7 separate regions of the Mus musculus genome follow, and all the other regions are linked to region 7. The links are chromatin contacts, called in public promoter capture Hi-C maps. All regions are on one chromosome and are shown on one strand. The core of a region is the stretch at or near the end of the contact, and the rest is flanking DNA. Distances in the headings are between cores, read along the strand shown. Region 1 holds the start of Fubp3 (far upstream element (FUSE) binding protein 3). Region 2 holds the start of Snhg7 (small nucleolar RNA host gene 7). Region 3 holds the start of Surf4 (surfeit gene 4). Region 4 holds the start of Agpat2 (1-acylglycerol-3-phosphate O-acyltransferase 2 (lysophosphatidic acid acyltransferase, beta)). Region 5 holds the start of Ass1 (argininosuccinate synthetase 1). Region 6 holds the start of Med22 (mediator complex subunit 22). Region 7 holds the start of Setx (senataxin).

The links. Promoter capture Hi-C pulls out the DNA fragments that hold promoters and counts their contacts.
Region 1: a contact with region 7 is called in a promoter capture Hi-C map of liver, with 3 times the contacts expected there. The contact joins the promoter of Fubp3 here to the promoter of Setx in region 7.
Region 2: a contact with region 7 is called in a promoter capture Hi-C map of hippocampal neurons, with 2.0 times the contacts expected there. The contact joins the promoter of Snhg7 here to the promoter of Setx in region 7. A contact is called at or near these places in 2 of 39 promoter capture datasets (hippocampal neurons and liver).
Region 3: a contact with region 7 is called in a promoter capture Hi-C map of pre-B cells, with 3 times the contacts expected there. The contact joins the promoter of Surf4 here to the promoter of Setx in region 7. A contact is called at or near these places in 1 of 39 promoter capture datasets (pre-B cells) and 2 of 9 other capture datasets (adipose tissue and liver).
Region 4: a promoter capture Hi-C map of liver shows a contact between it and region 7, with 2.8 times the contacts expected there. The contact joins the promoter of Agpat2 here to the promoter of Setx in region 7. A contact is called at or near these places in 1 of 39 promoter capture datasets (liver) and 1 of 9 other capture datasets (liver).
Region 5: a contact with region 7 is called in a promoter capture Hi-C map of pre-B cells, with 4 times the contacts expected there. The contact joins the promoter of Ass1 here to the promoter of Setx in region 7.
Region 6: a promoter capture Hi-C map of liver shows a contact between it and region 7, with 5 times the contacts expected there. The contact joins the promoter of Med22 here to the promoter of Setx in region 7. A contact is called at or near these places in 3 of 39 promoter capture datasets (erythroid cells, liver and pre-B cells) and 1 of 9 other capture datasets (liver).

Annotation. Positions count from the first base shown.
Region 1 is chr2:31,571,225-31,574,025 of GRCm38.p6, reverse strand. It overlaps Fubp3 (far upstream element (FUSE) binding protein 3), which reads right to left and starts at 1,375. Exons shown (of 18, transcript NM_001033389.4): 1 at 1,073-1,375. The coding sequence starts at 1,156.
Region 2 is chr2:26,638,864-26,641,691 of GRCm38.p6, reverse strand. It overlaps Snhg7 (small nucleolar RNA host gene 7), which reads left to right and starts at 1,448. Exons shown (of 4, transcript NR_024068.2): 1 at 1,448-1,634; 2 at 2,221-2,262. It overlaps Snora17 (small nucleolar RNA, H/ACA box 17), which reads left to right and starts at 2,371; the gene lies at 2,371-2,502.
Region 3 is chr2:26,931,845-26,934,830 of GRCm38.p6, reverse strand. It overlaps Surf4 (surfeit gene 4), which reads left to right and starts at 1,320. Exons shown (of 6, transcript NM_011512.3): 1 at 1,320-1,556. The coding sequence starts at 1,509. Stkld1 (serine/threonine kinase-like domain containing 1) reads right to left here and starts at 775. Exons shown (of 19, transcript NM_001379463.1): 1 at 719-775. The coding sequence starts at 733. It overlaps Gm36591 (a long non-coding RNA gene), which reads left to right and starts at 1,563. Exons shown (of 2, transcript XR_374179.1): 1 at 1,563-2,986.
Region 4 is chr2:26,603,166-26,606,242 of GRCm38.p6, reverse strand. Agpat2 (1-acylglycerol-3-phosphate O-acyltransferase 2 (lysophosphatidic acid acyltransferase, beta)) reads left to right here and starts at 1,826. Exons shown (of 6, transcript NM_026212.2): 1 at 1,826-2,214. The coding sequence starts at 2,033.
Region 5 is chr2:31,468,979-31,471,934 of GRCm38.p6, reverse strand. It overlaps Ass1 (argininosuccinate synthetase 1), which reads right to left and starts at 1,665. Exons shown (of 16, transcript NM_007494.3): 1 at 1,596-1,665.
Region 6 is chr2:26,909,146-26,912,000 of GRCm38.p6, reverse strand. Med22 (mediator complex subunit 22) reads left to right here and starts at 1,359. Exons shown (of 4, transcript NM_001033908.1): 1 at 1,359-1,708. The coding sequence starts at 1,586. It overlaps Rpl7a (ribosomal protein L7A), which reads right to left and starts at 1,194. Exons shown (of 8, transcript NM_013721.3): 1 at 1,171-1,194; 2 at 875-995; 3 at 430-579. The coding sequence starts at 1,173. Gm23969 (a small nucleolar RNA gene) reads right to left here and starts at 740; the gene lies at 667-740.
Region 7 is chr2:29,123,324-29,126,346 of GRCm38.p6, reverse strand. Setx (senataxin) reads right to left here and starts at 1,355. Exons shown (of 26, transcript NM_198033.2): 1 at 798-1,355; 2 at 384-495.

The DNA of each region.
Region 1 (2,801 bases), core at 126-2,625, 2.4 Mb before region 7:
GAAAAACAGGGTTCAGGGTCTTGTCCAGCAAAGGAAAACCATGCCCATGAGCAGAGCGGTGGATGCGGAGCTGGGCGCAAGGTCATCCATTACAATCATGGAGTAACTGAAGTATCATCACACTATTGGATACTCACTGCTCCAACTAGGCAGTAACAACCCACCAGAGAAACTTTTGGGTGAGTCCAACATTTGTGGTAGGTTATAAAACAATGTCTACAGAACCATCAGTATTAATATGCAAAGTATAGGGGAGACAGGTAGGGTTTCCTCGAAGGACTACTGGAAAGTGATGAAAAGACCCCATTTTCACGTGACCGGTCAAACTCTCCCAACAATGAGTCCTGTGGCAGGTATTCTACTAGGAACCAAACCGTCATTAGTTACACAGCCCGACTTTCAAAGAACCAGAGAGTTGACAAAGTCAGAGAAGATAAACATCACTGGATAGAGGAAAGTTTGAGCGTCGGGGTAACTTGTCACTAAGTTTCAGGCAAAATACAAGGACAATTTTGTACTAGGCACCATGCCAGGAGCCAGAGAGGTCCCATATTCATTCAGAGAAGCCTAAGTCCTCTAAAAAGCCAGTTTCACTGACAAAACGCACAATATTGCCAGATGGTAGTTTCACGGTCCGAACGAGTCCATCCCACACTCTTCCCAGTAGAGTTAAGACTAATCGCCAGAAGGAACTCTCGAGGACCACCCACTTAACACCTCCCCTTCTCTCTGCAAAATAGAGAATTTCAAATATAAAATATCCTCGAATTTCTTCCAATATGCTTGAAATGCATTAAGTGGAAGGCGAGGTTTCCCAAAGCTGCAGAAGCCACGTCCAGGGCGTGAGATGGATGCCTGGGGTCTACAACCAGGACCTGCTGGGATCTGAATCATGGAGAGCAGGCCGCTGGGTGCAGTCGGGCGCGCGGGCGCCAGGAGCGCTTGGCAAAAGCTTCCTCTGGCCCCGGAGCTCCCGAGGGAACCGCCCGGGCCTCCCGCGACTCGCGGCCCTAGGCGCCCACCGGAGGCGTCGGCGCAGCGGCCTCCCGCCCCCGGCCTCCCGCGCCCGTACCTGCCGGACCCGGTGCAGGGCATCCACAAAGCCCTCAGCCTTCATGCCCACCGGAGCGCTCTGCCCCTGCACCAGCTCCGCCATAGCCAAGCCCACCGCCACCGCCGTCGCTCGGCTCCCCCGGTCCGGCCTCCCACTCCGCTCCGGGACCCGTAGCCGGAAAGGGAAAGTCGCCCCACTTCCGGCGGAAGGGAAGCGAAGGGAAGGCACTGCTAGCTCAGAGGGAGACAGAGAGAGAGAGAGAGAGAGAGAGAGAGATAGGTTGGGGGAAAGCAGCGTCTGTGAGGCGGGGTCTCAAAGCACGTGACCGCTGTCCGGCCGGAAGTGGGGGCGTGGCCGTGGCGCGAGGGGGGCCTGCCCTGGGCACAGGCAGATGTCCGTCAAAAAGACCAGGTTGCGACCCCGCCCTCCAAAGGCGTGGGCCCCAGGCCTTTAGCAAGCGTGGGACCGCCACCGCGGCGCAGGTGCGGCCTTATAGTCCCCCGCTGTGTGGTTTTGCCACCTGACGGAGGAGAAACTTGGACTTGGCTCTTCCAACACCTTACCCAAGCCGTCGAGGTGCACTGGCAGCCCCCTCCCTCTCGAAGTGGGGTCGTGGTGTGCTGCATTGACTGAGATTGAGCACCTTACTTGGTACTAGGACCCTTAGTACGGCAGGGCTCCGCCTTTGCTGCAGGGAGTCCCAGGCTCCAGAATGGGCCATCAGTTTGCCAAGGATCGGTTTGATGACACTGCTCAAAAGAAGCCTGGTGTCCTCTTTCACATTCTTTCACCCGGGTAACAGGAAATACCGTGGGACCATCATTGCTTCCGGGCCTGCTGAGGCAAGAGATCTTTAGGAATGTTTGAATGCTTGAGGGGAAGGAAAAGGGGGGAGTCTCACTTCAGAACCCCCTGCCTCCGTCAGAACAAAAAGTTACACCCCACTGTGCCAATATGTATGGGCAGTGGGTTTGTACGGAAGTTCAGGAGTTCAAGGTCATGTTCTAGGTCACCCGCAGCTAGCTACTTGAAACTCAATTTACTATTCTTTCCTTCCATTCTTCGTTTCAGTGTGTGCGTGTAGAATGTGTCACCACATACATGTGAAAGTCAGAGGACAACTCCCTAGAGTTGGTTATATACTTCCACCATATGGGTCCCGGGAATCAAACAGGTTATCAGGTCTGGCAGCAAACACCCACACCGCGGAGCCACCTCATCAACCCTGAGGCTCTCGTTTTTTTTTTTTCTTGGATTCCTAGAGTTTGGCACATAGCAGATGCTTAGGAAACTAATTCTAAGTTGAATATCGCTGACTCTGAATGATTCCTAGATTATGGCAAAATCAAAGAAGCTGGCCAAACTGCACAGGTTGATCACTTTAGACAGATCATTTCCAAACCCGTAGGGGAGACCAAGCTGGCACTCTGGATGGTGGAGAGTTTTCACTTCATCTATGCTTGAGTTTAGCAAACACAGAGTTTCAATCTTCAGGACAGACTTGGCCCTACTTGACGTTTGTCCTACCAACCTCTGAGGAAACACTGTCCACTCTTCCATACTCCCAACTGGCTGGCCCTGATGAGTAGAAATGGGATGTTCTTCTATCCAGGGTCTCTTTATCTAACACTTATTACAAACCCCCTGTTGATTTGGTTGGCGCTTGGTATCTGTTCAATGAATACGTAAAGAATTTTGTCCAATGAGGACAGGGGAAGCATCTTAGACAGTGAGTGCAGAAATGTTG
Region 2 (2,828 bases), core at 199-2,698, 2.5 Mb after region 7:
GTCAGGGATCGGGACTGTTCATCTCAATTTGCAATTTGATAAGATCTAAAATCACCCATGAGGTGAACCTCTGGGTGTACGGGAGGGCTTATCTTGATTAGGTTAATTGAGATGGAAAGACCAACTCCTTCTGTGTGGCACCATTCTCTGGCCTAGCTCGGATCCTGGAGTATAGAAGGGGTTATCTGAGGACCAGCATTCATCACTCTCTAATCCTTGACCTGCCATGTGGGCCAGTTGCTTCAAGCCTACTGCTGTTACTTCCCTGTCATGCTAAACTGCAACCTCAAACTGCAGCCCAAACACTTTCTGCTTAACCTGCTTCTGTCTTGGTATTTTATCACAGCTACAGAAAAGGAAATTAAGACAGATCACTAAGACAAAAAGTGACTGGTAACAAGTCGTGAGGCTAAGATAAGAGCCCGCTCCTTAGTGAACCAGGTTTGATTTCTAGCATCCACATGACGACTCAAAACCATCTGTAACTCCAGTTTCAAGGCTTTGGGCCACGCATAACAGTTCACCCCTCAAAATCTAGTTGTTAGAAGTTAGGGGCAGGAGGATCAGAAGTTCAACTTATCTTCAACTACATAGCAAGTTTGAAGCCTAGGCTATATGAGACATCGTATCAAAAAACAGGAAGGAGGAAGGGAGAGAGGGAGGTGGGAAGGCAGACAGGCAGGCAATATAAGGGTTCAAGAACTTGGGACTATTAACAAGTGTGGCTGGGCTGGCCCACCAGTAAAAGAAGAGTGCTCAATGGTGTGTCCCCAGGCCCACAATTCACCCCATCACCTGGGAGCCCTCATCAGTTTCAGGACTTAAAAGACAAATCTGTACTTGTGCGGGACACAACACAGCAAGTAGTCAGAGTGTATTATTTGTCTTCCAGCACTGTCCTGAAGCAGAGGACAGCCAACCTTCTAAAAGCTGCTGTGTGCCTCAGATCCACAGACAACCCCACAGGCGGGGCTAGTTAGAAACATCTGGAATCCATGAACTCCCTGGAGCTCCCTCCTGACTCATCCCCAAAGCGTCCTTGTAAAAGAGGAAACAACTGGTCACCTCCTTGCCTCCTAAATTCTGGTTCGTCAGAGCTGGCCTTTCCTCTTTGCGTGGAAGCTTTAGTATCACTAAGAACAGGGAGAGCAAGGCTGCCCCCACCAAAAACGAGGAGTTTCGTAAGAAGGCGCAGGACTTCATGGGTCGTTTGAAAAGTCCTGTGAGCTTGGTAACACTCGAAATAAGTCTCTGAGTTCTGCTTGGAAAGGCAGGATCTAGGATCAAGCAGTACAGAGTCCCATGAGCCTCTAACCGACTGGGCTATGAGAAGCGCCGGCGAGGAGCGAAGGAGCCACTAGAGGGCGCGGCACTCGGAGGACAGTGAAAGTCCCTCGCGGGCTGCCGTAGTCAGTACTATAAAGGACGTGGCGTGGAGATGCTCGGCCTCTCGGCAGCCATGGCGGCTCTATGTTTGTATCGCCATTGTTACCGTTGGGACGCCGCGGATGACCCTATATACCCTTGGCCGGCTACCGGGAAGACTGCGTCTCCTGACGATCGTAACGAAGATGTACCGTGCTTTCCTTCTGAGAGTTTAGTCGCCCTAATATGTGCAGCAGGCTAACCGCGTGGTAAGGGGAAGGGCGTTCACGATGTGCCCGAGGGCCGGGTGGACTGCCCCCAGAAGTCCCGAGAAGGAAAGCCGAGGCTCCTGTCTGGACTAGTACAACGCAGAAGCCCCTGGTTGGGGCTCCAGACCGGTCTCCCTTTCGTAGGGCTAAGGAGCACCAGGGAAAGACTCTGTCTATATTTGCTGCATGCTGAATACCAACTTGAGATAACTCAGATGTGAGACAGTACTCTGTCTAGTGTAATGCCGCTGAGTTGGAGAGAAAGAAAAAGGGGTTTTATTTGTAAAAAGCCTAGCCGGGCGTGGTGGCGCACGCCTTTAATCCCAGCACTCGGGAGGCAGAGACAGGCGGATTTCTGAGTTCGAGGCCAGCCTGGTCTACAAAGTGAGTTCCAGGACAGCCAAGGCTATACAGAGAAACCCTGTCTCGAAAAACCAAACCAAAAAAAAAAAAAAAAAAAAAAGCCTTAGCAAGGACAAGCCATGTGGACCCATTGGAATAGGAATAAAATACAAGTCTAGTGCAGTCCCCCAAAGTGATCCTGATAGGGTGTGTGCAGAATGCTTTCTTCCTTTCCTTTCCCTAGGAAGCTTGCCTGCCAGAAAGAAAGCGCCTGTTGGGCTATTAGGTGAGTTGGGCTATTAGGTGAGTTGGGCTATTAGGTGAGTTGACTCAAAGTTACTAAGATTCGCATTAACAGTCACGGTGTGGCACCCAGCACTTGCTTCATCGACACCCTGCTCCTAGAGGCGTTGCAGGTGTGGCTGCTGTGTCACATGTGCGTCAGTAGGTGGCAGAGAGAAAAGAGGCTATGTCTACGCTCAGTGTTCTGCCCTGTGAACGTCTGAATGATTTGTAGCCTGACAACACTCCTGAAAGCTGGAGGTGGGATTGTCCCTCCTAGTTTTTGACTGGCTTAGGTCATTTGATGGCTCTGCATAAACCAAATAGAGGGGCTGGTGTGTAAAGAGGAAGTTTACAGAGAAATTGATCTGTTGGAAATCATGAAACCAGGTCCTGGGACACAGCGTTGTGGCACATGTTTCTCTTATCCACCAGCTTGGGTCAAGAGACTGTCTCAAAAACAACAGTGGGTGGAAGCAAGGATGTATCTGTCTTAGTCAGGGGTTTTATTGCTATGAAACACCATTACCAAAGAGCAAGTTGGGGAGGAAAGGGGTTATTCCGCACACA
Region 3 (2,986 bases), core at 71-2,570, 2.2 Mb after region 7:
GCAAGGTCCTTGCCTGTGGCTGTGGGACTGGGGTCTGAGCCAGAGCTCATCTTTGAAGCCACACCTTCAGAACTGGTCTGTAAGCCAGAACTCTACAAGATCAGTGCTGTCAGGTAGAAGGTGGCTGAGGCCTGAGTACAGAGGCCACTGTCAGCGTGGGGTAGGGGACAAGATATGTAGGCAGTACGGGAAGGATAATTAGCATACAGGGAATACAGGGTGTCCGTTGGAGCTCAGCCCAGGTAGTGAGCAGTGGTTTGTTTTTTGTTTTTCTCTAAACATTTCTGGCCATCAGAAGTGCATTTGCTTGGCTAACGCATGTAAGCCTTCTCTCAAAGAATACTGGAAAAGAGGAAAAGAAAATGAGCGAAACTGAAGCTTTTATAAGCCGAGTCTAACAATTAATGAGGCTGACATGTGAGGAAAAAAGCGATTAAAAAAACAACCACTCAGGTTCTGCCTTTAAAGACCCCATACATGGAGGGAAGGGGAAGGGCACGTGCACCATTCTCCAACCAGTGGTCAGACTTGGGGGTTGGTCATCATTTTAGAGGGAAACTGAGGCCCTGGGAGGACTCAAAGGAGGAGAACTCGGAGGAGGAAACATGCGGGGATCATAGGGTCACCCTGTGATGGAGGCTGGGCCTGGCTGTGTGGCCCTCGGACCTGTCCCGCTGCCCAAGGACACTGGACCTTGGTTGTGGGGGCATCTCAGCACCTGATATTTTTCCATGGTATCTCGTGGAGACACTGCCTCACTGTCCTACTACCGGGCAAAGCCCTCGAGCCAGGCCGGTAGTCGAACCCTCGTTTGAGCATGCTCGGTAGTGACTGCTCCGTGTGCCCACCCCACCTCCTCAGCCCCTCCACCTGCCTTCCATAACCCTCAACCCGGGGCGTGTCTGCTTAGCACTTTGGCTCGTACATGGCATACTCGTACTATGCCCCTTAAAGAAGCCACAGAGAATAGGGAGCCGTGTTTCGGACGAAGGGCAGGGCCCCGGTGTGTTGGGTAGGGTGGAGGGCGGGGCAGAGACTGACGACGCGGCAGGCGGGGCCGCAAGTACTACGGGCGGGAGACACAGGTGGCAGGAAGTCTACCAGCACGGTGGGCGGGACCTGCTGCTTGGTGAGGGTGGAAAGTGGTCAGCGCTTCGGGTTCTAGAGGCTGAAGGGCTAGGGGTGGTCCGTAGGGGCTGGAGGGGCGGGGCCTGGGGTGTGGGGGCGGGGTCTACCTGTGAAGGGCGCGCGGCGGAGGCGGGGCCTGTTCGTGAAGGGCGGTGCGCCGGCGCCAGGCTCCTCGAGCGTGGCGGGCGGGGCCTGGAGCGTGAGGGCGCGCGGCAGGCGGGGCGGGGCGCGGCGGGAGGCGCGGTCCCTTTAAGGCTTGGCCTACGTGGCAGCCGCTAGAGCAGCCGCGGCTCAGCGAGGCCGGCCGCCGGGTACTTCCTGTGGAGGCCGCAGCAGGCGCGAGCGCCCAGGACCTGCCAGCTGAGCCTTCCGCCGCCGCCATGGGACAGAACGACCTGATGGGCACGGCCGAGGACTTCGCCGACCAGGTGCGGCCTGCCCCACAGCCCGCTGGCCGTCACGGCCCCACGGACGCCCGTCCTCGCCGTCCTGCCTAGCTCTACGGAGAAATCCGAGGGGAGGCTGGGCGGGGGGTTGGGGGTGGCGGCCAGGGAGGCTCCCGGGGCCCGCGGTGCTGCTCTGTGCCCTCTGCCCTCTGAACCGCGGCGGCTCCTTGGGGACCTCTGGGGAAGGGGGTACTCTGTGCGCCCCGCTGCGTGGCCCCTCCGCCCTTGTCCAGGACCGTCCTGGCCCTTCCTTCTTTGCGTGGACTCTGCTCCGGTTGCCCGATCTGGGTCCACGCTGCCGAAGGAGAGGAGCCTGCCCCTTGGCTCGCCTTCCCAAGTGTACAGGTGGCTTGTGAACCGCAGGGAAGGCCTGGGATGAGTCTGGGCCCGAGCGACTAGCTGGGCAGGGTTAGAGCCGGAGAGAGGCGCAGGTGGCACCACTTTTTACAATTAAGTTCGACGGATGGGGTGGGAGTTGTGTGAGTGTGAGGCTTTGACTTCTGAAATTGTCCCGTTAGATCTGCGAAGTCATAATATAACCTGAACTAGCCCTGGAGGCTGAATGGTGCCGGGGCCCACCCGCCAGCCAGTTTTGGTTCACTTAGTGTGTTCGTGGCTGTCGGTGATACGAGGAGGCATTTTTTGGCCTAGAGTACTCGAAGGTTGGGTGTGTGTGACCATCTTCAAATGAGCTTCTCTACCCCTCCTTTTGAGGGGTGTCACCTCCCCATGTTCACCTTCAGTTCTGTTGAACCATTTTCCTGTGAGCTGATCTTTTTAAAGGCATTTCTACCCCTTTTGGAAAAGTTTCTAATGCCACGATTTTGCATTAAATACATAATTTTAAAATTGTATGGACCAAGGTCTTCCTCTTGTGATGGGTTTCGTTGACATAATTCTCAGTGACCCAGTTTTATCTTCCTGAGTAGCAGCTCTCTAAGAAGATGGCTTCATAGCCAAGTTTGTGAGCGGCTCACCTCAGGATCTTCAGCTGGAAAACCCACCATTTTGCAAGTGGATTTCACAACCCAGATCAGATGAATTATCTCCAAGAAGCTGCCAACTATCTAATGATAGATTTCAACTGGAGAAAGAGTTCATCTTTTATGAAGTCCTCCATGTACTTTGTTTTGATTTAAATGAAAGAAGCCAAATCTTGGGACTGGACAGGCTTTTGTGGGGAATACAGTAGCCACTCCCACTAAGTAACTGGCTTGGGCTCCTGGACTTGCCAGTGTCCACCACCCAGGAGGAAACCCTGGGTCTCCTACTGCTTGGTGTCCAGGGCATCTCAGGTCTGGAGTTAGATTTCAGCTACACATCAGTGGAAAGATGCCCGTACTGTAGATGGCCTGCTGCTTAAAACCAAAATTCCCAATGAAGGTTCCTTCTTAAGGGATTAGCCTCAGAGT
Region 4 (3,077 bases), core at 577-3,076, 2.5 Mb after region 7:
ACCCAACAGGAGCTGGAGAGATGGCTCAGTGGGTAAGAGCACTTGCTGCTCTTGTAGAGGACCCAGTTTCAGTTGCCAGCACTGTCTCCTGACTTCCTCAGGCACCAGGCATGCACATGGTATGCATACATACATGCACATAAAACACTTCACACACATAAAATAAACCTTTAAAACTTAAAGACGGCCGGGCGTGGTGGCACACGCCTTTAATTCCAGAACTTGGGAGGCAGAGGCAGGTGGATTTCTGAGTTCGAGGCCAGCCTGGTCTACAGAGTAGGTTCCCGGACAGCCAGGGCTACACAGAGAAACCCTGTCTCAAAAAAACAAAAACAACCCACCCCCCAAAAAAACAAACCAAACCAAACCAAACAAAAAACCTTAAAAACATAAACCAATACGCTAAATGAATAAATAAAAAGGACACCAGGTTGGTTAGAATTAAAAGGCAGGAAGGACTCAGCATACATTCCTGAGGGGGCTGCAGAGCTGTGAGGACCTGATGCCTTGGAGATCTCAGCTGGGATCCTAGCAGCCCCGTAGCACCCCTCTCCCCCCCCCCCTTCTCTCCAAGCATATCTGGGTCTTCTACCAGAGAAGCTGAAACCCTGCAGCTCACCCTGCCTGCAACCTCATGAGCACAGAAGCCTGAAGCTGGAGTGACTCCTGGTGGTTCCTTACCCACCCTGGCACAGCTTTGGCCCTGCTTTAAAAGCTAAGCACAGGGCTGGCGAAATGGCTCAGCCGGTAAGAGCATTGACTGCTTTTCCGAAGGTCCTGAGTTCAAGCCCCAATAACCACATGGTGGCTCACAACCACCGGTAATGAGATCTGACACCGTCTTCTGGTGTACAAGCAGGGATTGAGGGAGCAGAGTTGACCAGAGTTGAGTGGGCTAACCGGAGCGAGCAGGGGTCCTAAAAATTCAATTCCCAACAACCACATGAAGGCTCACAACCTATAGCTACAGTGTACTCGCATACATAAAATAAGTCTAAAAAAAAAAAAAAAAGCTAAGCACAGTTATATAGGTAGATATTAAAATTATCATCTCTCCGGATCTGAGAAAACCAGAGATTCTCTCAGAATGCCTGGATATAGGGGAGCCTGTGGGCACATTAATATCTACAGCCATCGCTGAGTTCCACACCTAGGTGCAGACCAACCTCACCAAAAAAGAAGCTAGATGCATTTTGTCACTGACATCTGCTCTGAGAACATGATCAGGAAGGATGTATATGGCTGGCCTGCAAGCCCAAGGCTTCTTACTACAAGTGTCCCAGTGAGCACCAACTACAGGCTGGCGGTTAGAACACAGTGCGCATGGGAACACAATCGCCTGATCCACACTGCTGGCCGGGCATCAGAAGGTCCCCGGTGCCACATTACCCCAGAGACACCCCCACTCCAAAACTCTCACTACTCCTTCTGCCTCCCCCAGCTCGTTGCATCATGGGAATAGGGCTTCAGTCTCCCTGCTCAAGGGAACCTAAAGGGCCCAGGCCACCAGCCAGGTGGCCTAGTCAGGTAACCATTGGTCACTCAGTAGCCGGTCAATGGTCCTTTGTGTGGTGACAAGACTGGCATAATGGGCACGTCTTAGGTCGGTTGCACACCCTTAGGGAGCTGCGGTGCCAGGCTGGGGACTTGTGGCCGCAAGCCCCGGTGCAGGGGCGTGGGAGGCAACGCCAGAGCCCAGGCCACCCGGCAGCTCAGAGATGGGAGCCGCGGGACGAGTGAGGGAACCTCAATGTCCTGCCGCAAGGGGCAGGGTGGCAGGGAGGGGCGGGGCGGAGAGGGTGACACCCGAAGGGCCGAGGGAGGCGGGGTCCGCGTCCAGGACGCGGCGGGGCGGAGCGGGGCGCGATGCCCCCCGGCAGGGCCAGGCCCGGAGGGGCGGGAACAGGGCGGGACGGCCGCACCTAGCTCTGGGCTTCCAGCCTGGCCCGCCCTCTACCCTCGGCGCTCCTCAAAAGGGGCGCGGGCGGCGGGTGGAGGGCGGCGGCGCCGTCGGGGCTGGGGTGCGGCCGCCATGGACCCGTGGCCATGGCTGACGGCGGCGCTGCTGCTGCTGTTGCTGCTTGTGCAGCTGAGCCGCACAGCCAGGTTCTACGCCAAGGTCGGTCTCTACTGCGTGCTCTGCCTGTCCTTCTCCGCCGCGGCCTCGATCGTCTGCCTGCTGCGCCACGGCGGCCGCACCGTGGATAACATGAGGCAAGGGGGCCGGACGCCGGGATGGGCGCGCGCTTCCGCTTTCCTAACTTCTGAGCTCCTCGCGTTCTTTCCTTCCTGCCCCGCCCGCCCCGCCGTCCCCACGGTCCGGAGCCTCCGACGACGCGGCTTCCCGTCCCAGGGGCGCGTGTCACGATGTGCGCCGCTTGTAGGGCTCGGCCCTGCGGCGCCCCCTGCGCGCAGCGTGGAGTGTCGGGTTTGCGCGCGCCGCTAGCTTTGGGAGAGGGAGGGGGCCGAGCGAAGGTGGGACAGGCCCAATCCCACTTTCACCAGCAGGGAAACCGAAGCCTAGCCAGGCTTCCGGTCCGTGCTTCCACCTCTCTGCCGGTTAGAAGACACCTGTGCCCAGGTTGTAGCCACAGGTTCTCCTTGTCATTAACTTCCTCTTCTGGGGGGTGGGGGCCGAACTGTCTTTGGACCTGGCTTGCTAGCAATAAAGGAAGGAGGCTGTGGCCAGAATCCTCCTCTGCCCATCTCCCAGAGCAGGGAAGCTTAGTGGACAAGCAAAAGGTACAGGTATGGAGATCAGGCTAGGTTGTCCTGCAATGGGGGCTGCCCGAGAGAAAAAGCCTCTAGTCCTTTCTCCCTGTCCACACTCCCAGGAGACTGTTGCTACATTTCTTTCTGCCCCATTTGGACTGCTGAGAGGGTGGGTTTTGCAATGTCCTGGCCTTGGCCTTGCCTGGGTGTTTCGGACCTTGTGCCCCTGAAGCCCCTCCTCCCCCGCGGTAGTTACAAGGACTGTGAATGATGGTTTCCTGACTCTCGGCTGTATCTGGTCGTCTTTGGGGTTAGGATGCTGTCCTGACCAGCCATATTTTGTGGGTCCCAGCCCTCATTTCTCA
Region 5 (2,956 bases), core at 416-2,915, 2.3 Mb before region 7:
ATCTCTTCCTGCAGGGCTGCCCGCAAGGAAGGCACTCACTCCAGAAGCAGTGTGTTCACAGCCTGGTGGAGGGATCTGGCTGACCTAGGGGCGTCCAAGGTCAATGAGATGGGCCCTGAGAAAATGCAGCAGGTGGGCCGGGGCGTGGCTCCACCCCAAGGCTCCTGGAGTGTCTGACTTCCTCAGCTCAGAGCAGGCAGGCAGCTGGGGTGAGGGGCACACTTGACCAAGGGTGCTAAGAGCTGTTCTGTCCTACTATGTGCGTGGAGGAGGTGGGTAGTGGACAGAAGTTGCCCTTCATTTATGGACTCCATGGGCACTGGGTAAAGTCAGAATTCCTTGGGCAGCCCTGAGGCCCTTCCAATGCTCCCAGACTTGGCTGGTTTATGGTGGGAGGGGGAGAGGGTAGGGGGAGTTTGAAATGGAGGCTATTCCAGTCTCTGCCCAGCCCAGCTCTTAGGTTTCTCCACTGTCTTCTTCCTTCTGAAAGCCTTGTCTGGGGCGGGGGAGGGGGTGGAGGAGTGGGGGAGTAGGTGGCTGGGGAGGGTTGCGGGGGGGGGGGGGGGACGGGACCCTGTCTTTTCAGGTCTTCATCCCAGACCCAGTGAGCAAGTGGGCAGACCCTGGCCACAGTTCTCAAAACAGCTCACTGAACTTGAACTCTTGGACAGCAAGAGTTCTGAGTCCAGGCACAAGGCTGGCAGCCCTGGAGCTGGGAGGCTGACGTCAGGGGTCACCTGCCAGGTGGAGGAGCCGCAAAGCGAGGGATCAAAGGAAGGGTTTTCCTACTCTACCCCTGGGGAAAGGGCAGGTCTGCTCCTGCCAGCTGCACTTGCAGACAGCCTGACAGACCCACTTCACAGAGGGGAATACTGAGAGCGCGGTTAGTTCTCCTGGAGAAGATTTCCCTCGATTTCTCGGTTAGCCTGCCTTCCAGAGAAGGGCCCAAGCCGTTAACAAGCCAGAAACAGACATTTCCTGCGAAGGGGCTCCTCCCAAAGAGCCAGCCAGCTAGCAGGAAACCTGTCTAGAAGCCCCACCCAGACTGAGCCTGGCATTGCACCCTACGGAGAAGAGAAACCAGTCACAGCCTAGGAAGGACCCGGGACGGGTAGGCAGGGTTCGCGTGTCCACCAGAGCAGGGTACTGTCACACTCAGGAGAAAGGCACACGCCCAAGCCCCTAAGGGCAAAGAGGGGCTGGACCTTTTGCTTACTTTGAGAAACAAGCCTGAACATAGATCGGCGAATCTGATCCAGGGAGAGGGATTCGGAAGCCCCCAACCCTCTGGACTCTCCGGGACTCTACTTGGAGCCTTCGCAGCACACAGAGGATCGTGAAAAACCAGAGGGGGACCTCCATAGTCCTCCTGCTCCGGAGACCTTGGGACCCGTTCTCCTACATGGGTTCCCTAGGCAGGAGGAACGTGTGCGTCACAGCGCCCCGGACATCAGCCTCCTTCCTTCCACTAACTGCGCGGTCACTCGGGGGCTGCCCTGAGCCCACCCCCTGCAGCTGCTCGCTCCCTCTGGGATTCCTTGGTCATGAGACCCTGGATAGAGAGTGGGGACCAAGAAGGGCCCGGAACTTCTTACCAGTGAGCCCAGGCGGCAGTGGCAGACGGCGGAGCAGGGCTGAGAGAGGCGCGCATCCAGGGTTATAAGCACAGGGCCTGGGGGGGGCAGGAACCTGGGACACGTGGGGACGGGCGCGAGAAAGGCCCCGCCCTCGGGCCCGGCCCCCGCTCCGAGCCTCTCAGGGCTCGAGGCCACCTGCGGGTGGGCGTGGCCCCGCGCTCTCTCCCGCTGGCCCCTCCCTCTTCCCTTGGCGCCCGCACCACCTCCCGGGGGCGCACGGGCGTGGGCTCTTGCAATTTAGGTCCCCTGATCCTGACCCGCTGGTGGCGCCTGGGAGGGCGGCAGAGGTTGGAACCCGCGTGACTAGCAAGGCTGATCGCAGCTGTCTTGCAAGAACCCTTGAAAGCGCTGCAAGGCGGGAGTGAAGATGCAAATTGCTTAGGTTCAGAGGCTGTGTAGCCCCACTCGATTTAAAGACTGAAGCATCTGCCCCTCAGAGGCTCTTGCTTTCCCTGATGCTAGCCCACAAGCCAGAGCTAAGGGTTCACAAGAAAATGCAAACGAGTTGGCCAAGGATGGCTGGGGATGCCATTTTAACGTCCTGGCCTGGCACCTGCCCAGATCGCCGTGGGCTCCCAGTAAATGGTGAATCAAAGCCTGGCTGTCTGCTGAGCCATCAGAAGATGGGGAAGGTTGAGGTTCACAGAGGTGAAGCTGCTGGCTTGTAAAGTGAACCCGGGGGTTGTGGCCCACATGAGCCAGAAAGCCGTGCCAGAGGCTTCCCAGCCTGGCCTGAGCCCTGCAACACACAGGACAGCCCCTGCCCCAGTGAACCTCAACACCCAGGATTACGGCAAGATCATATCCCCCAGGCAGGCCTAGATTCCAAGCCTCAGACGGCTCCATGCCCATGTTTTACCCAGCTTTCCTTACTACTGCCTTGCCCTGAGACTCTGGGTGCCCTCTGGGGTCCAGCCAAGCCCCTTACTCGGTCTCCTGATTTTTGTTCAAGGTCAGAAACAGCAGCTGTGGGGGCTTCTAGGAGGGAGAAGGTGCCAGACACATTTACAAACTTTAGCTGCAGGATTCTTTTGTGCTCCTGGCCCTGTCCTCCAAGCTAAACGTAGCCCATGCTGGTTAGAAACTCCAGAGAGCCAGGTGGGGACGGACGTCCAGGGGACAGCCTGAGGCATCTCTCTGCTAAGTGACACTAGAACAGCTGACCTTCGGGCGTCACTGGACCAGCTCTGGACCTTCCTCACAGACAGGAGACTAGTGAGGTCAATGAAAAGAACATGCCAGCAACTTTTGAGCCACTTTGAGGCCATTGGTCCCCATTTGCTGACTCGGCTTCTTAGGGCTGGCCCAGAAGCTTTCCA
Region 6 (2,855 bases), core at 110-2,609, 2.2 Mb after region 7:
TGGACTCTAAGCCTGAATCCCTTTAAAGGCGCTGGGGCTATTACTTGGCCAGCAATCTCACGCCCAGGCCCAATTCTAACCTGTCACTTAACCTGGCATTGAAAAGTTGTGTCTGACCTCCTAGCCCTGAATGGCTGTGGCTCATGCCATTAATACCAGCACTCATGAAACAGGCAGCAATGCTGAGCTCCACAACTAGAGACCCTGATCCCCCAACAAAACCACCCTATTGTGGTACACTGATGAGACGGCAGGAGGTCAACACGGGGATCCTTCCTCAACTGCTTCCTCACCAAATCCCGCCCATTCCAGGTGGAGGGACTGGGGACCCCCTTCCACCTCTCTCTTCATAGCTGTATTAGTGTGGCCATGCACTGCAGTAAGGGCAAACTCGGGGCCAGTTTCTGGCTCTGGGGCCCGGAACCTCACCTGTCTGCCTGTCCAGGGCCTGGGTGAACTGGTTAATGGCAGGAGGGACTTTGAGCCGCTTGTAGAGGATAGCTCTTTGCCGCTGCAGTCTGATGTAGCGGGGCCATTTGACGAAGCGCGTTAAATCTCTTTTGGGCTGGATGTCCTGTCCTGGGAAGTTAAGAGGGACACTGTGACCGAGGCCTCTCCTCGGGCCGGCCTGCAGCCGAGGCAGTACCCAGGGCAGGAGGGCGTCGGTGCATCAGCGATCTTGGTGGTTCTAGTGTCATCACCACTCATCTGATAGCAAATATTCTGTCACATCATCTGCACACGACCACCATTCCCCTTCTCACACCAGCCGAGCATGCGCAGTGGCGGCTGCTCGGGACGGTGCCCGGCTCTCATTCAGTCCATTGCCCGTCAAGGCGCCTTGCCCTTGTGACACGCCGACGCCACTCCTTACCAATGCCGAAGTTCTTGGGCCTCTTCTCGAACAGAGGGTTGACCACCTTCTTGGCCTCCTGCTTCTTGACGACGGCGGGGGCCGGGGCCACCTTCTTCCCCTTGGCCTTCTTCCCTTTGGGCTGTACGGAAGAGAGAAACCCGTGCCATCGGGCAGCGGAGTCATTGCCTGTGAGTCGGTCGCTGTGGCTCCCTTTCCGCGAGGGACCCCGAGGAGACAGGGACGGCGGAGAACGCCGCTGACGGGCGACGGGCGGCGGATGGAGGCGGATAGCGCGGGGGCCCAGAGACACTCACCATCTTGCTCGGCTGCTGGAGAAAGAAAGAAGAGGGAATTGTGGGGGATAAGTAAGTGGCCGCAGATATCGCGAGAGCAGGCGCCCTCGCGGGATTTCGGATTTAAAGCGACAAGGACCCACTTCGGACTCTGACAGAGGGGCGGAGCCTGAGCGGGGGCGTGTCGGGCCGCGGCTGCGCGTTCGTCCAGGCGGGCGGGCCCTGGCACCGGACCGCAGGCTCCGAGAGGCGGCGGGAGGCGCCAGGAGTGAACGGAAGCCGCGGGAAGGAGCGTGCGGGTGCTTTGTTCCCTCGCCGTAAGGGCCTGCTGCCGGGCGTGTGTTCGTGGACGGAGCTGTTGTATCGGAAATCCCGGTCCCCAGCCCTCAGTACTCGGTTCGGGCCGGACCAGACTGGTTCTCGTCCAGGGCCCGCCATGGCCCAGCAGAGAGCCCTTCCCCAGAGCAAGGAGACGCTGCTGCAGTCATACAACAAGCGGCTCAAAGACGACATCAAGTCCATCATGGACAACTTCACCGAGATCATCAAGACCGCCAAGGTGTGTGGTAGCTGTTCCGAAGCCATTGGAGAAGGCTGGGACTGGTTTTCCCTGGGGCCTGGGTACAGGGGTGAGGAAAGCAGAGGGAATGTGACTCACCTGACCGGTGCGGGTAGGAGTGAAGAGGCGTTAAAAGTAATGGGACAGCAGATAAATAGAAGAGCCAAATAGTGACAAGCACAGAGCAGAGAGGAGAACTCTGGCCCGTTTGCCAGGGCTCTACGTTAGTTACTGAGCACTAGCCACCTGGGCTGAGGTTTACCCTTGCCATAGATTCTTGTGATGACTGGTGAGTTTAACCCTTAAACACCACAACCCTCATGTTGTGGTGACCTCCAGCCATAAAATTATTTTTGTTGCAACTACAGAACTGTTGTTACCCTTTGAGTCGTAAATGCCAGTGTTTTCCGATGGTCTTAGGCAGCCCCTGTGAAAGGCAATCCACAGGTTGAGAAATGCTGTTCTATTTAAATAATTTCTGAGAAGCCTCAAGCCCACTGAGGTCTGTGTTAGGCTCCAGCTGGTCCACCTGTAAGCTTAAACTCAGAGATCAGAAAGTTTGTCTTTTTAATCCTTTATTGAACATCTTTTCTTTCTTTTTAAGATTTATTTATTTAAGGACTGGAGAAATGGCTCAGTTAAGAGTACTGACTGCCCTTCTAGAGGTCCTGAGCTCAATTCCCAACAACCACATGGTGGCTCACAACCATCTGTAATGAGATCTGATGCCCTCTTCTGGTGTGTCTGAAGACAGCAACAGTGAACTCATATACATTAAATAAGTCAATGTCTTTTTAAAAGATTGATTTATTTAATGTATATGAGGACTCTATTTGCATCTATACCTGCAAGACAGAAGAGAACATCAGACAGAAGAGGGAGGGCATCAGATCCTATGGCAGCTGGTTGTGACCCACCTTGTGGTTGCTGGGAATCGAACTGAATGTACCATCTCTCTAGCCCTTTATTTCTTATAAACTGTCACAAAGACTGGGCAGTGTCCTTTTGACATGAAGTAACCTATCGTCACCCAGAGAACAAGAAGGGGTTGGAGACATTGCCAGTTGTCTAGACAGGAAGTAGGCTCTGGATCTGCGGGAAGGCCTGACAGGCTATGGTAAAGACATGAAGGCGGGTGGCGGCGGCG
Region 7 (3,023 bases), core at 106-2,605:
AGAGTGCTGACACCAACTCCATCTCTAGAGCAGTAACCTCAGGATCACCTTGTCCCTCTCCTCTGCTGCATCTGAGTCTAGCACTCCTCCTTTCTTGAGTCTTCCTATTCTTTCATCATTTGCCCGAATTACTAAGTCTAATCTCTCTGCCTCACCTGACCTACCTCCAAAAATTCCTAACAAAATGCTGCCAGAGGTTACTGCACACATTAGACTTATTTTAAAAAAAAAATTAAAGATTTGTTTTATTTATATGAGTACAGTGTAGCTATCTTCAGACACACCAGAAGAGGGCATGTCAAGGTATGGATCTATGCCACATTTTTAACTCTAGTACTTATCAAATAACTAAAAAAGAAGTTATTGTTTAATAAGACAATTACCTTGACCAAGGTCCTACAGAGAAGTGATGCTCTTTGTGATTGCTGGGCTTATCTGTGAGATGTGGCTCTGCATTCAGACAGATTCACACTTTGGCCCCCAAAAAGAACATTTCTGAAATTAAAATAAAAACTGATAAAATGTCCCTTACATTATGCATCTCACCTGGGCCTTGTGTCATCTAATGAGTTACCTAGGTCAGGTTAGATCCACACACTACTGGGGGGAACGGCTTAACACTGATCCCCCCCCCCAACTTCCCTAGGGACTGTTCTCCTCCAGGGGCCAAATAGGCACTTGATCACATCCGCTGTGGGCGTACGGGAGGCTGTCCACACCGCAACGCCTGGTACGGCGGGGAGGGCGTCCGGGTGCCCATGCGGAAGCGACGCCAGGACAGAGGGTCGGATCCTTACCCGGGAGGCCTCCCTCGCCCCGAAGCTAAGGGTCCTCGCTGTACATCGTTGCCCAGGGCCGGCGGTGCTGATGCCAGAACAGCAGAGATCCGGGGGCGGGCCTCGCTTGCAGGAAACACCAAGCGCTGCCCGCCCTTGGTAGCAGCGGCAAGCCGCCGCTCTCACCAAACGCAGCTCTCCAGAAGGGTCACAGCAGGCGCCCGCTCCCGCAGGCCGCGCGCAAGTTCCCAACGGCAGTAAGCCGCGCGCCCCTCACCGCGCACGCGCTCTCCTCTCCTGCTCGTTCGCCCGCTCGCGGCTTGTCCGCGGCGCGTCTCACCCCGGCTAGGCCCGGCTGCAGCGCGCTAACCCACCTCCATGCCCCCCGCTAGAACAGCAGACGGAAGGGCAAGGCGACGCCCAACGCCCAACCCGCCGCTGCCGCGAGAGCGGACCCCGCCCTCAGCCCGCCCCCGCCAGAGCCGGCTTGTTGTGGTACACCAAGGGGGCGGACCATGGGGGCGGACGGGAGGTGGAAAGTGCAGCAGCGGGGAACAACCGGCCTGACCGCTGAGTGGCGTCACTTCCGGAACGAGGGGGGTAAGTCCGACCAATCAAGGACTCCCGTCCAAAGGAGCGGTAAATTAGCCGAGGAGCCTGTCCCCGCCCCTTTCCTCGTCCCGCCCCCTTTCTCACCCCGCCCCTTCCCCGACCCTCTTCGGGGAGATGCTTACCTGCTGGTTCCCTTTGGGCTCTTCCGCTCCCCAACGTCCGCGACGTCTGTCACGTTTCCGTCCGAAACCTAAACAATAAAATGTGTGCGTGATTCTGCAAGGGCGCCCCAAGTCGAGGGCTCTGCCCGTTTCCGACCCAGAACAGGCTCCGATAATGGAACACAGTCATGTCAGATTTCCCAAAGGACAGTTGGGTGGCCCAAAACCTCTCCTCCTCAAAAACGGAATTTAGGAAAAAAACAAATCACTTTACAAGCCCGGCAGCCTGTGGTCCCTGTACTCAGAAGGCTTAAAGCCAGCGCATCCAGGCCCAAAGGCCAGCCTCGTACAGAAAGCGATTTCGAGGCCTACATTACATTCACCAAAATTTTAAAATTAAAATAATTCTTTTTTTTAAAAAGGAAAGGGTGTGATGAGGTTTCAACTCCAGACCTGGAGGTCAGCGATTTGGAGGCCTAAATTAACCAAAAATTAAAAGTTAACATTCTTTCTTTTTCTTTTTTTTTTTTTCCTTTTTTTTTTTTTTTTAAAGGAAAGTGTGCAAGAAAGTAACTCAGGAGCACTCACCTGTCACACTGTAACACTGGGTTCCATTGCCAACGCCACAGAAAAGAACAAGGCTCTTAGAGGTGGCAGGTGGGTCAGAGACCTTCCTACCCTGGAGAACCTTAACGCAGAATGAGAAGCCAGCGCCTGAAGCACGAGGGTAAAGCTCTAAGGAACGTTCCAGAAAAGGGGGTGTGGTTTATAAGGCAGCAGATGACCGTTAGAGGGGCTTTAGCCAATCAGGAAGCGGCAGTTGAAGCTGACCGTTATTTTCTCCCCCCCCCCTTTTTTTTCATTTCGTCAAAGGTTTCTATCAAAATCAAAGTTGCAGAAAGTGGTTTCAAACTAGAAGCACTATATGTATGCATGGTTTTTAAAGTAACACATTTATGATAGTTTTTTTTTAAACAAGACTCTTGATAGCTAACTGAAATTTTCAGAAATGAGGGGAAATGATAGAAACTACCCGCAGTTCCTTGTCCCTGATGATACAGATCCTGGCAGAATTCGTAACCCAGATTTCAGACTTCAGCAATATACCATGCTTTATTCGTGAAAGGACATAAATGCTAAGTTACTCTTGAGTGTAAGAAACACAAGTCTGACGCTGGAGCGAGAGCTCAGCAGTTAGGAACACTTACTGATCTTCCAGAGGACCCAGAGTTAATTTTCTAGCGCCACATTGCAGTTCACATCTGTCTGAAACTTCGGTCCTAAGTGATGAGAACAGATGCCCTTCTCTGGGGCCGGCAATGGGTGCACATACAAGCAGGCAAAACACTCCTACACATAAAGATGAAATAAAAAGCAAATATATAATAATTACAAATAAGTATTACGTTACATTATATTTTTAGAATTATATAACATAAAATATAAATAATATATACACATGTGATTTGCTATAGAATAACTTAGGCCTGGATACCCTCCAAAATAATTATAAGGTGCACAAAAATGTTTTGAC